2 separate regions of the Oryctolagus cuniculus genome follow, and region 2 is linked to region 1. The links are chromatin contacts, called in public Hi-C maps. All regions are on one chromosome and are shown on one strand. The core of a region is the stretch at or near the end of the contact, and the rest is flanking DNA. Distances in the headings are between cores, read along the strand shown. Region 1 holds the start of OSR2 (odd-skipped related transciption factor 2). Region 2 overlaps FBXO43 (F-box protein 43).

What was found. A called contact is a pair of places that touch in the nucleus more often than the background predicts.
Region 2: a contact with region 1 is called in a Hi-C map of an unstated tissue, with 2.5 times the contacts expected there. The contact joins the enhancer-like site here to the promoter of OSR2 in region 1. A contact is called at or near these places in 2 of 6 Hi-C or Micro-C datasets (ear pinna and an unstated tissue).

Annotation. Positions count from the first base shown.
Region 1 is chr6:124,480,504-124,486,220 of mOryCun1.1, reverse strand. OSR2 (odd-skipped related transciption factor 2) reads right to left here and starts at 3,077. Exons shown (of 4, transcript XM_017341455.3): 1 at 2,607-3,077.
Region 2 is chr6:125,560,818-125,566,534 of mOryCun1.1, reverse strand. FBXO43 (F-box protein 43) reads left to right here. Exons shown (of 5, transcript XM_002710712.5): 4 at 1,399-1,602; 5 at 1,702-2,197. The coding sequence ends at 1,950. It also overlaps LOC108176523. Among named protein-coding and RNA genes, the nearest start is that of RGS22, 11 kb to the right of the region's middle. Within about 2 kb of position 3,089, at least 1 of the 8 cell types and tissues checked has an H3K27ac peak or open chromatin away from gene starts, as enhancers often do.

The DNA.
Region 1 (5,717 bases), core at 1,828-4,327:
ACCCGACAGAAAGGTAGGAGGCCTTACGCAGCCTCCCTTCCCCAGCCAACCCTTACTGCGCCTGAATTCTCTTCTCCAATCGTTGTGAGGTGTGGCCCGTGGCTGTACAGGAGGGTAGTTCGAGGGGGCTGCGCTAATGACACCGCGCGCTGGCAAGACCGAATCTGGCTGTCTCCGTGGGGCCCACACCTTCCTCCTCCGTTTGGAACAACTCGGAGACAGGGATTTATTAACGAACCGCTTCTGCCCGGTGGTATGCGGTCTGGGAGCTCAGGCTGGGAGTTAATGAGAGGTGTGTTAACAGAGGGTCTCAGTCAGACCATTCAACCGAATCAGTAAACCCCCATTAGCAGGAAACTTTCCCACCACAAATCATGATGCATTTGTGTTCAGCGGCAACCCTCAAGCCCTCTCTCCTGGCGGGGTAGGAAAAGAAGATTCTGTTAACATCGCTGGTAACCCATCTGATTATTTCTCCTCCGATTAAGAACCATAAATTCCACATTCATTTGCTTCTCTTTGCATAATGAGGATATTCCAGAAATTCAAAATATTATTTTCCCTTAGTGTTGAAAAGCAATCTCTCTCCCATAGAGAGGAAACCGAAATTATTATTTGGGTGTATTCCCAGACGAGATTTCTTATAAATACTGGAGGCAGAAGCCCAACTCTCACCACGGGAAGTGTGCACTGGGGTGTGCGTGTAGGGGGGAGTGTTGTCCACTGATAGATATCGCTGCCACATTTTGTGGGGATTCCAAGGGCACAGAGTGAACTTTGCCATAAAGGTTACAACATTAATTCTCCAGTAGAGTTGAGTGCCATGTTCCTTCCTTTTCCCCTGAACGGTTCATGATACAAAAGTTAGTAACTATTCTAATTCCGCATCATGTTGGCACAAAAGTGCATGTCACAGAATTGTAAACTTTACTTTTCAGAGCTAATGGCTTCTTCAGGGACAAACAGCAAACCAGGGGTGCCTTCTGAAACCCGTTCACAAACAGAGCTGCCCTAAGCAGCGGCCCAATGCTTTGGCCATACATAGTTAGGGAGTTTAGATTTACATGCTGCCCGTTTAGCTGCTGGAAATGTCTGTCCAAAGATGTTTGCAGTCAGTGCAGACATCTAAACTACTTTCGTTTTGTCCACAGTTGAGCCATGGAGTTCCCACCCTGGGTTCCTGGTAACAGACGCTCACTCCTGCCCGTCACTGCTCCTCCATCCCATTCCTGGGACCACTGGTTACTCTTAATCTTGCAAGAAAGGGAACTTAAAGCATGTTGGTGGGGCTGGGGCTACTTTTCTGTCATCAGCTTCCTTCACAAGGATTTCCAGGCACCGACATGAGTTTTGTGAGATCCACTGGCTGTCAACACAGGAGATGTCTACATACTAATTTCAGTTCAGGGAAGCTTTCAAACCATGGGAGGTAAAAGGTAGCACGGTAACTTGATAAGGAGTCTCCCTCTTTGGAAATGGTGTTATTACACTGAATTATCTAAAAATAATTCACAGGCAGGGATCATCTGCTGAAACTTGTGCATGGGTACCTGAGAGAAGTGGCTGATGGATCAGTAGGCTTACAAAATTCAGCCCAAACCACAATAGAATTTTAAGTAGATGGAAAAGCAATAGTCTAAGGCGATCTTAGATCATTGGGGTGGGGGGGGCAAGAGGGGAGAGGTTGCAGACTGGAGGTTCCTGCCCCTTCACAGCGCCTCTGCCTTCCCGAGGAGTTAATTAAATTAAGATGCCTTCCGCAGAATCTGGGTTCTGTTTCTCTCTGTTCCCTCGCTGCCCCTGCGTGAGTAATTTTCTCGTTCTGCTCAGGGCTGTAGTTCCTTTAGCAGAGAAAGTAGTCGTCAGCGCCGCTTTGCTCCGGGGAGCCCCGGCCCTCTTTTGTCTTCTACTAACAGGTAATGGAGACACCGCCAGCGCTCCCTCCGCAAACACCTTTTCCTCCCTCGTTCTTACAACCGCAACTCCCTTTTCGGTGGCTATTTGTCGCGAGCCAAGTGTTTTTAAGCCCCTGCGGAGTCTGCCTCTGTCTCCTCCGCCGGGACTGAAGAGTGGAAGGAAAATCAGAAAGCCAGCAGGCGGTTGGAGAATTAACCTAACACTGAACTATTTCCCCCTTGAAACGTGCCTGCAGCTGCGCGGGCCATGCGGGCACGGCGCGTCCAGGCCCCTCGCGCTGCGCTGCCGCTGCTGTTCCGGGACAGGTCCACTCGGGTGTCCTAGGGCGGGGACAGAAACTCCATGGGGTTGTGGGTTTGATCTCAGCCAAAGTCGATCGGCTTTTATAAGTAAGTCTTTCCTGCTTAAATGTCCCCCAAACAGAACTAGAGAAATAGCACCTACGTGTGTGTGTGTGTGTGTGTGTGTGTGTGTGTGGTTTGGGTGTTAGCTGGAAGTCGCTTCCCAGGGATCCGAGGAAGTGAGCACAATGCCCCAGGATCTCATCCGTACGATTTCTTTCCACAGTGTCTGAACTTGCGGCAACGCCAGACCGAGAACCTGAGCGCCCCCTGCAAACCCCAAGCCCTTCCCTCCTTCCCGGGAGCCGCAGGGGTCCGTTGCAGACCCTTCCCAGAGCAGACACTCACCTCCGGCAGAAAAATCTGCCTGGGAAGCCCCTCTCAGACCAGGTCCCGGCTGCGAGGCGCAAGGCTTGGAAAGGTCATCGGGTCCACGCCGGACAAACTTCTTCTTCCCGGCGGAGTCCCGGGAGCCGTGGACATGATCTGGAGGACGGACGGCGGGCAGCGAAAGCGAGAGTGGATCCTCGTTTTCGTCGGAAATGTACGCGGAACGTATAAAAACGCGGGGTGCCTGGGGCCGGCGCTCAGCACTCCCCCGAAACTCCGCGCCCAGGCGAGCCTCTCGCCGCCGACTCCGGGTGAGGTCGGAGCCCGCAGCCTCGCAGGGCCATTCCCCTCCAGGAGCGAGCGCGCCGAGCTCCGTCCCCGCCCGCGTCCCACCCCAGGCTGCCCCGGGCCGGGAGTCCCGGGCTTTAGTAGCGGCCCCGCCTCCCCTCCGGGCGGGCGTCCCGCCGCCGAGCCGGGCCCACTGCGCCCTGGCTCCGCCTCCGCGCCCGGCGCCCGCTAATGGTCCACTCTGTTTACTTGTGTTTGGATAGCAACTGAGTCTTAAAGGCACAGGTTTGCTTGAGGTGTCCCTGTTAGAGAGATGGAGCCCAAGGTGACTCAGTTCGAAACTCACGCACAAACACAACGCCCACCCCCTTCCTTCTTGGTGCCACTTTGCCTTACGGTGTTAGAAACTAGGCGAAGACCCCGCAGAGAAGCCCAAAGGGCATTTTGTGGTTTTACTCTGTGCGCGCCCTGGCTTCATTTCCACATCTTAACACGTTTAACACGACCTTCTTCACAGGGTAAAAGGCAATCAGTTCTAGATTACATCCTCCGGCACTTAGCACCCTCCCCCCAATTTTAAACAGTCTTGGACATGCTTTTGATCAATTATGACGATATGTGTAGTCTGCTTTCCCCCGCTGGTTTCAAAATGAAGTTTGTTTATAAAGGTGACAATTGACTAATTTCGTAATTACTACAGAGACATGTGGAATGCACCAGAAGAAATTTCTCCCAGTATTTGAGTTTTAATCAGCGCGTGTATATTTCATACGCAGTTAACCAACCTGGTTAGAATGGGTGGGCATCTGCAACCCATTGGCAAAAAATTAAGTAATCCAACTGCGTTGGGTGAGCAAGCTTCGAGAACCTTTTGACAGAGACGATCCTGGCTTCTCAAGACGCATACATCTTCATCCCCAGCGAAAACTGAGTTCACCGTTGGAGAAGGGAAGTTAACCGAATTTCAAGTGCAGTGATAGGTTGTTCAAGTTCTCCCCAACGTTGGGTCAAGCGTGAGTAGAACTGCAAAAACGCACCTCGGCCCCTCTGGAATAGGCTGACCGAGTGACAGAAAGAGAACAGCACGCACCCGCTCTAAGCAGCCTCTTTTCGCAGAAGATGTGCGTGAGTAACGCTCTGCAAAAACAAAAACAAAAACAAAAAACAAAAAAACAAAAACCGCCTTTCGTCCCAGAAGAGTCGCCAGAGGGGACTGGGCGTCAGCCCACGGCAAGCCAGCGCTCAGGGGTGCGGGTCTTCCTGCCCAAAAGGCCGTGCACTTTGAACCGGTTCCACCAAAAGATGGCTTTGAATGAGCCTCCCCAGAGGGCTCTGAAAATCATCTCAATCCTGTGGGGCAGTGGACAAACGCACGTGGAAGGCTGAACACCGCCAACAGGCGAATGCACGGATTGGGGAGCCGGGTAGAACCTACAAGGTATTATTTTAGTAAGATAAAACTCTTTCTATCTTGTTTATGCCGAGGTGGATCGATTTTTTCGTTCTTCTGCTTAACTATAATTCAAGAACAGTAGTTTCCTCCTTCCTTTTCTTTCCAACTTCTGAAAGAGTAAAAAAAAAAAAAAAAGTGAGCGTGCAGTGCTTAGCTGCTTCAAGGTAAATTTAACAAATAGCAAGGAAGTAGCTAAGAGTTCGCAGTTGAAAACAAAACAACCGTTTTCCCTGGTGGGTTCCAGAGGGGAGCTTTCATTTTAGCGCTCGGTACCGAGCCTCAGCTTCGGGGATGCCTGCGGTCCCCTCTCTCCAACCGCCTCATTCCTTCTGCAGCTTTTCTCAATTTGGGAGCTTTGGAGGGAACTTTCTCTTCTTTCAGAGTCCCCGGGACGCACCCTCGGCGGCGTGGTGACCTGAAGCACGTTCCTACTCCTCGTAGTTCCTCTCCACCCCAGCGGAGGCAGTTCGCCGGCGGCGGGCTTCACACCTTTCCCGTCCTACGCGTGTGTACGTTGGGTGCGGAACCACCCGACCTTCCAACCACCCACGAGCTGCGCCCTCTTTCCACAAACCTCCCGAACCGGATTTTTCTTTCTTTCTTCCTTTTTTTTTTTTTTTTTTTTTTGCAGACACGCGTTTACCTCGCCCACCCCAGCCTCCAAGGTTCCAAAATGGAGGCCCGGCCACGGCGGCCACGAGCGCCGCCGCATTCGCTCCGAAGGTAGGGAAGGATCCGTAAGCCGACGTAGGGCAGAGCCGCGTGGCCCGGCAGCGCCTCGGCGGCCTCTGGCCTCTGCGGCCACGAGGCGCAGGTGCGCGCCCGGAGCGGCCGAGCGCCTGCCGATGGAGCGCCGCGCCGCACTGAGCTAGGGGCTCCCCCCCAACCCCAGCCACCTCCGCGCCCACCCGGGGCCGGCCCTGGAGATTCTCCGAGCTCAGACTCGGAGAACTTCACGTCCCTTCTCGCGTCAGCGGCGCACGCCTTGCAGGGGCCCACAAACCAGCAGCTCACCGGCCAGGTTCCCGCCCGGCTACAGCGCACGGCGCGGAAGAGAGGCCGCCGGGCCCACCGGCGGCGAGGTCTGGGTGTGCGGCCAGGGCAGTCGGTCCCAGAGCCGGCTGCGGTCCCGCCGCGCCCCGGGGGGCTGGGTCTCCGCGGAGCCGTCCCACTCCCCCTGCGCCCTCGGCAGCTGTTTGGCGGCCGGATCGCTCTGCGCTTCGGCGGACGAGTCATCTGCTATCCTCACAGCTCTGGGCGTTCCACACCAAGGACGCTTGCAAGGGGGACGGCTCACAGACTGACCAGGGGCGCGAGACCGCTGCAGGTTTACGCCCCGGGAGGCCGGGGAGAGGAAACGCCGAAGAGCTGGAGGAGGAGGGGGCACG
Region 2 (5,717 bases), core at 1,840-4,339, 1.1 Mb before region 1:
CTGCCTTGCAGCGCCGGCACACCGGGTTCTAGTCCCGGTCGGGGCGCCGGAGTCTGTCCCGGTTGCCCCCCTTCCAGGCCAGCTCTCTGCTGTGGCCAGGGAGTACAGTGGAGGATGGCCCAAGTGCTTGGGCCCTGCACCCCATGGGAGACCAGGAGAAGTACCTGGCTCCTGCCATCGATCAGCGCGGTGCGCCGGCCGCGGCGGCCATTGGAGGGTGAACCAATGGCAAAGGAAGACCACCTTTCTCTCTGTCTCTCTCTCTGTCTCACTGTCCACTCTGCCTGTCAAAAAAAAAAAAAAAAAAAATAGGGGATACAGACTGCTCTGTGGGCTAGATCCTGTCCATTGCCTATGGGTTTTTAAAAATACACATTTCTGTTTTGAATTGACACATGGCAGTTGTACATATTCATCAGGCACGTTGTGACAGTTCAGTACATGTGTAGGCCCCTTGGATGGTTGTCGTGTTTCTGTGTGTTTTAGGCGCACTCACCATCTCCTACCAGCTGTGCTGAAATACTTTCTTCATTGTTGTCAACCATGGTTATCCTACTGTGCTTTCTAGAACACTGGACGTTACTCCTCCCCTCCAGCTGTGCCCCTGCATCTGTTAACCATCCTCTCTTCATCCCTGGTCCTCCACACACTCCCCAGACCCTGGGAACCACTGCTCTGTGCTCCGCTTCTATAAGATTAACTCCTTAGCTTCCACGTGTAAGTGACATCACACAGGAATTGTCCTTCTATACCTGACTTACGTAATGTCCTCCAGTTCCATCCAGGTTGCTGCAGACAACAAAATGCCATTCTTTTTCATGACTGAATAGTATTCCACTGTGTGTGTGTGTGTATACATACACTTATTTTTTATTCATTCATGTGTCAATGGTACCTACGTTGATCCCCTTTCTTGCCTAATTTGAATAGTGCAGCAGTAAACAGGCAAGCACAGAAATCTTTTTGATATCATCCATGTTTTTAAAGTAAATTTTATTGGAACACATCCTCACTCCTTATTTTATGCTTTGTCTATAGCTGTTTTCTCTCTAACTGCAAAAGTTGAATAGCGTAGCTATATGGCCTGAAAAATCCAGAACACTTACCTTGGGCCCTTTTCAGGAAAAGTTTGCTGAACCAAGCCTTGAAATAAATGGAGAAATACTGATCATGCAAACGTAAAGCTAGAATTTATAGTTTTAATTTTTTTATTTTTATATTTCTTAGACTTTTTCATGTTTGGTGAGAAAATGTTTTTGGCTTTGTTTTTCTAAAAAGGAATAGTCAAAGGAGAAAATTCTGGTGATATAAAATCGTTTCCACTTCAATCTATGTGCACTGCAAAGCCATTCTGGAATGTTTTGATGTTCCAGTGTTGACTCTCGACTTCTACCACAGGGGGCTGTGTTAAATGTGGAGGATGCTGCCACGCGGCTTCATCTTGTAAACCGCTCAGCTTTAAGATCAGTGCAAGCACAGGCTAGGACTCCCGGTTCTCAGCAAGAGCAAGTTCCAACATTGTCTCCTTGGGGAGAAGTCTTGACACCCATAGCAAGCTCCTCCGTTGTTCACACCAGTAGTAAGCAGGAGGAATATGTTAAGGTGAGTATTTGTCCTAAGTTATCAGAAGTAAACATTGACAGAAATAAAGTGCCTCTACCTGTGAGCCCGGAGCATTTAGTGTGTGTGCTTTTACCGCAGGTTGCCAAAACACTTTTTATTGACGAAGCATTAAAACCTTGCCCACGGTGCCAGTCCCCTGCTAAGTACCAGCCGTATAAGAAAAGGGGGCTGTGTAGCCGCATGGCCTGTGGTTTTGACTTTTGTGTGTTGTGTCTGTGTGCTTATCATGGGTCTGAAGAATGTAGTAGAGGAACAACAAAGGCAAGAAGTAGAAAAGACGCTGTCCCAGGAAGTGCCCAGAGTAAGCGGAATTTAAAACGCCTCTAAAGAGACTAAGTGGAAAAGAAGCACTCCCCCTGATGCATTTCTTACTTGAAATTATGACTATTTTAAACACATGCCAATCCTCCCATTAATAACAGATGATGATTTCCTTCCTGTTTTGTATATATTCTAATCCATGTCATTGTATATTTTAAATCATTAAGTTTTACAATTTTTTTATTTGACTAAATCGTTTTTATTTATTTTAACATCTTGGTATTTTAAATAAAGACTTTTCAGTGTTGTCAAATGTATGTATTTCATTGTTTCATGTAACATGTTGAACTTGTGCATTTCATCATTATGTGCTGAAATGTGTTTCAATCATGAAAATGATATTCTAAATAACATTAAAAATTTTGAGACCTTAGCCTTATGGATTTGGGAGATGAATACTTGACTGAGATTAAGCATAAATAGAATGAATTCATAAGTCCCATTAAAATCACTCCATAATTTCGATCCTTGTCTTCACATATTTGGGTAGACTCCTGGTTAAGTAAAATTTACTTAACATTGAAAACTAAGACGACACAAAAGATAAACTATGTGGCACATGTAGTTATTCCTAATGGGGGTCTTAGTTAATAAGCATAAGTCATACTTTTCAAGTAAGTATTTCAAAAAATAAGTTATTTGTAGGAGACTCAGATGAAGTTCACCTCTCCTGAGTTTTTCCATTATCTTTGCTTAATTTATAGCACAAAGCAGTATTATACATTTATAACAAAAATTTACTAAACATATCTAAAATTTAATCTGTAACATTCTAGATTCAAATAAATTTATTTATTGTGGATTTGTTTTATTTTAGCTCAAAATAAAGGTTTTAAAAGAAGGAAATACACACTATTATTTCTGAATGGAGGCGTGTAAAGACTTCAAAGGTTGCACTCAACATTCCACAAGGGGGCACCAAAGACTCATTTATGGTTGTTTTGGCTTTTCTTCAAAAAAGTAAATTTAGCTTGTACGTGTTTGACCTTGATGTGCTGCGACATTGCCAAAGAGGGGAAATGTTGCTTGACTTAATTTTTAAAGTGTATATGGGATAAAGTTTTGCTAATAGCTATTACTCAGTGCTAATGAAAATACTCCATCTGGCTTGCAAGCATGTACCGTTTTCCCAGATGCCTTCTCACAGAACGCCCTGCGGGCAGGCCCTGGTTGGTACTTGGGCAATCTGTGTTTACTTGGCAGTGGCCCTGCGCTCCTGGCTGCCTCCTCCCGGGCTGCAGAGCCAGGTCAGTTGAAGGAGCCTTGGATTCGTGGCGGTTATGAATGGAGTCATCCTCCCACCGAGGATTTCCCCTGGGCAATTCGGTTCCTGCAGAGAGGTGACACTCTGTTGAAGTCCTAGGCACAGCCTCCTGAGATCACTGTGACTGCCTCCCAGCTGGTTTCCTTGCTTCTCACGTCTCCCCATTTAAATGTTTCCTAGAGATCCACTGCCAGGCTCTTGGTACTACTATGCAGTTCTGACTGCAGTTGCTTCCGAAAAATATATCAGGTTTTAGGATCTCTTAATGGCCCTATCAGTCTCTCTCACCACTCCCCTCTGTATGCTTTGTTACAGCCAAACTATTCTCCTTGCTGTTTTCTAAACTCTGCATGGGATTTCTCCCACTTCCTTCTTCTCTTGCCGTATTCAAGTCCCACAAAATCTAGCTAATCTTGTTTGTTAGCTTGAATCATTTTCTGAACTCTCCAACAAGGCAGAATTTCCACCTTCTCTGGGTCTTGTGTTTATTTATACCTTCCTTATGGTATCTCTGGCAAGCCTTGGTTTGCATTAAGTTCTTATCTTCCACCATGAAGCAAACTCCTAAAGGCAGAACGATTTTCTTTTTACCTTTTTTTTTTTTTTTTTTTTTTTTTTTTTTTTTTTTTTTTAAGATTTGTTTATTTGTTTGACAGGCAGAGTTACAGAGAGGCAAAGGCAGAGAGAGAGAAGTCTTCCATCCTATTGTTCATTCCCCAAAATGGCCACAAGGGCCGGAGCTGAGCCTATCCAAAGCCAGGACCCAGGAGCTTCTTCCAGGTCTCCCATGTGGGTGCAGGGGTCCAAGGACTTGGGTCATCTTCCACTTCTTTCCCAGGCCATAGCAGAGAGCTGGATTGGAAGAGGAGCAGCCGGGACTCGAACCAGCACCCACATGGGATGCTGGCCCTGAAGATGATGGCTTTACCTACTATGCCACAGTGCCGACCCCAGAACTGTTTTCTACTAGCTCCTGTAGCACAGGGCCTTGGCACATGATATAATATGCACAATGTGCACGAATGGCTGAAATCATTATTGATTGTCCCCATGAAAACAACTTCTATGCCAATCTCAGTTTTATTTCCTTTTTCAGCTGGTGGCATAGGGACTTTCAATTACCCTTATCTGTTTTTCAAAGAGCTAACGTGTGGGGGTGTGGGGACACTCCCCCACACACACCCCACCCCAGCACTGTGGTGTAGAAGATTAAGCCACCACCTGCAGTGCCAGCATGCCATATGGATGCCGGTTCGAGTCCTGGCTGCTCTACTTCCAATGCAGCTCCCTGCTAATGCACCTGGGAAAGCAGCAGAAGATGGCCCAAGTCCTTGGGCTCCTGCCACCCATGTGGGAGACTTGGAAGAAGCTCCTGGCTTCAGCCTGGCTCAGCCCTTGCCATTGCAGCCATCTGGGGAGTGAACCAACAGATGGAAGCTCACTCTCTCCCCCTTTCCTTCTCTATGTATCTCTGCCTTTCAAATAAATACAAGTTTTTTTTTTTAAAGCTAAAATGGGGACATCACCCCACTCGTCTGCTCCCCTTTCACTCCTCCATCCCTCCCTACCTCGGCCAATGCTGCTTCTCCCCATAATCACCTCTCTCTCTCTTCCCTCCTCACCTGCTTCCCTGCTGCTTGCCCTGTGTGACTCTGCTCCCGGTCACAGGGGCTATGCCCTCCCTCCCACCTCTGGTGCAGGGCGGCAGCTGGAGGGAGCACCATTGCACGGTGTGGTCACAGCCTTCATCAGAGCTTTTATGGTTTCCTTCCTGGCCAGCTCTGATGTTAGCCTAGGGCCTCAGCACTGAACAAGCAGAAACCTCCCCTGTCATCTCTTCTAACCTTGGTCTGGGTTAAGTGCTCACCTGAACACTGGTGGACAGAGGGCTCCTAGGTCAGCTTTTTATGTGTCTTTGTTGAAAATGAGGAAGTGTCACGAGTAGCCTTTTCTTCTCGGCTGCCACAGAAATGTACACGGCTGCCTCTCTCCTGTATTGACAGAGAGTATGCTTTATGCTCACGTTCAAGTTACTCGGTAAGGGCTCCTGAATTATTTCCAGAAGGGTGTAGGCATCCCAAGGACTGTTCTTCCTTACCCGCTCTGAGGCTTCCTAGTGTACTGCTTAATCCTGCAGAGATGCTGTCAATGTCGACTGAGGGGCTGTGGAAACCCGAGACAGTGACCTTAATTAAGATACTCACCGTCTCTCCTGGTCAGGCAGGGAATTATGTACCTGGTAAATCTCATCCCTTTATATTAAGAGCAACCCTACAAGGGTAGTGCCATTACTAGCTGCATTTTTAAAAATTTGTCAGATAAGTAAACTAAGAACATAGCCGGGCTTAAAAATATGTTTATTCCACATTAGTGAACTTAAAGCTGGGGTTAAATGTTGGCTGTTGGACCTCAACTATTCTGTCTTGGCTCTCTGCTCATACTGACCGCAATACGGCCCTCACCTATATAAGCCCGACATTCCCACTGCAGCTTCCCACCTTGTTAGAGA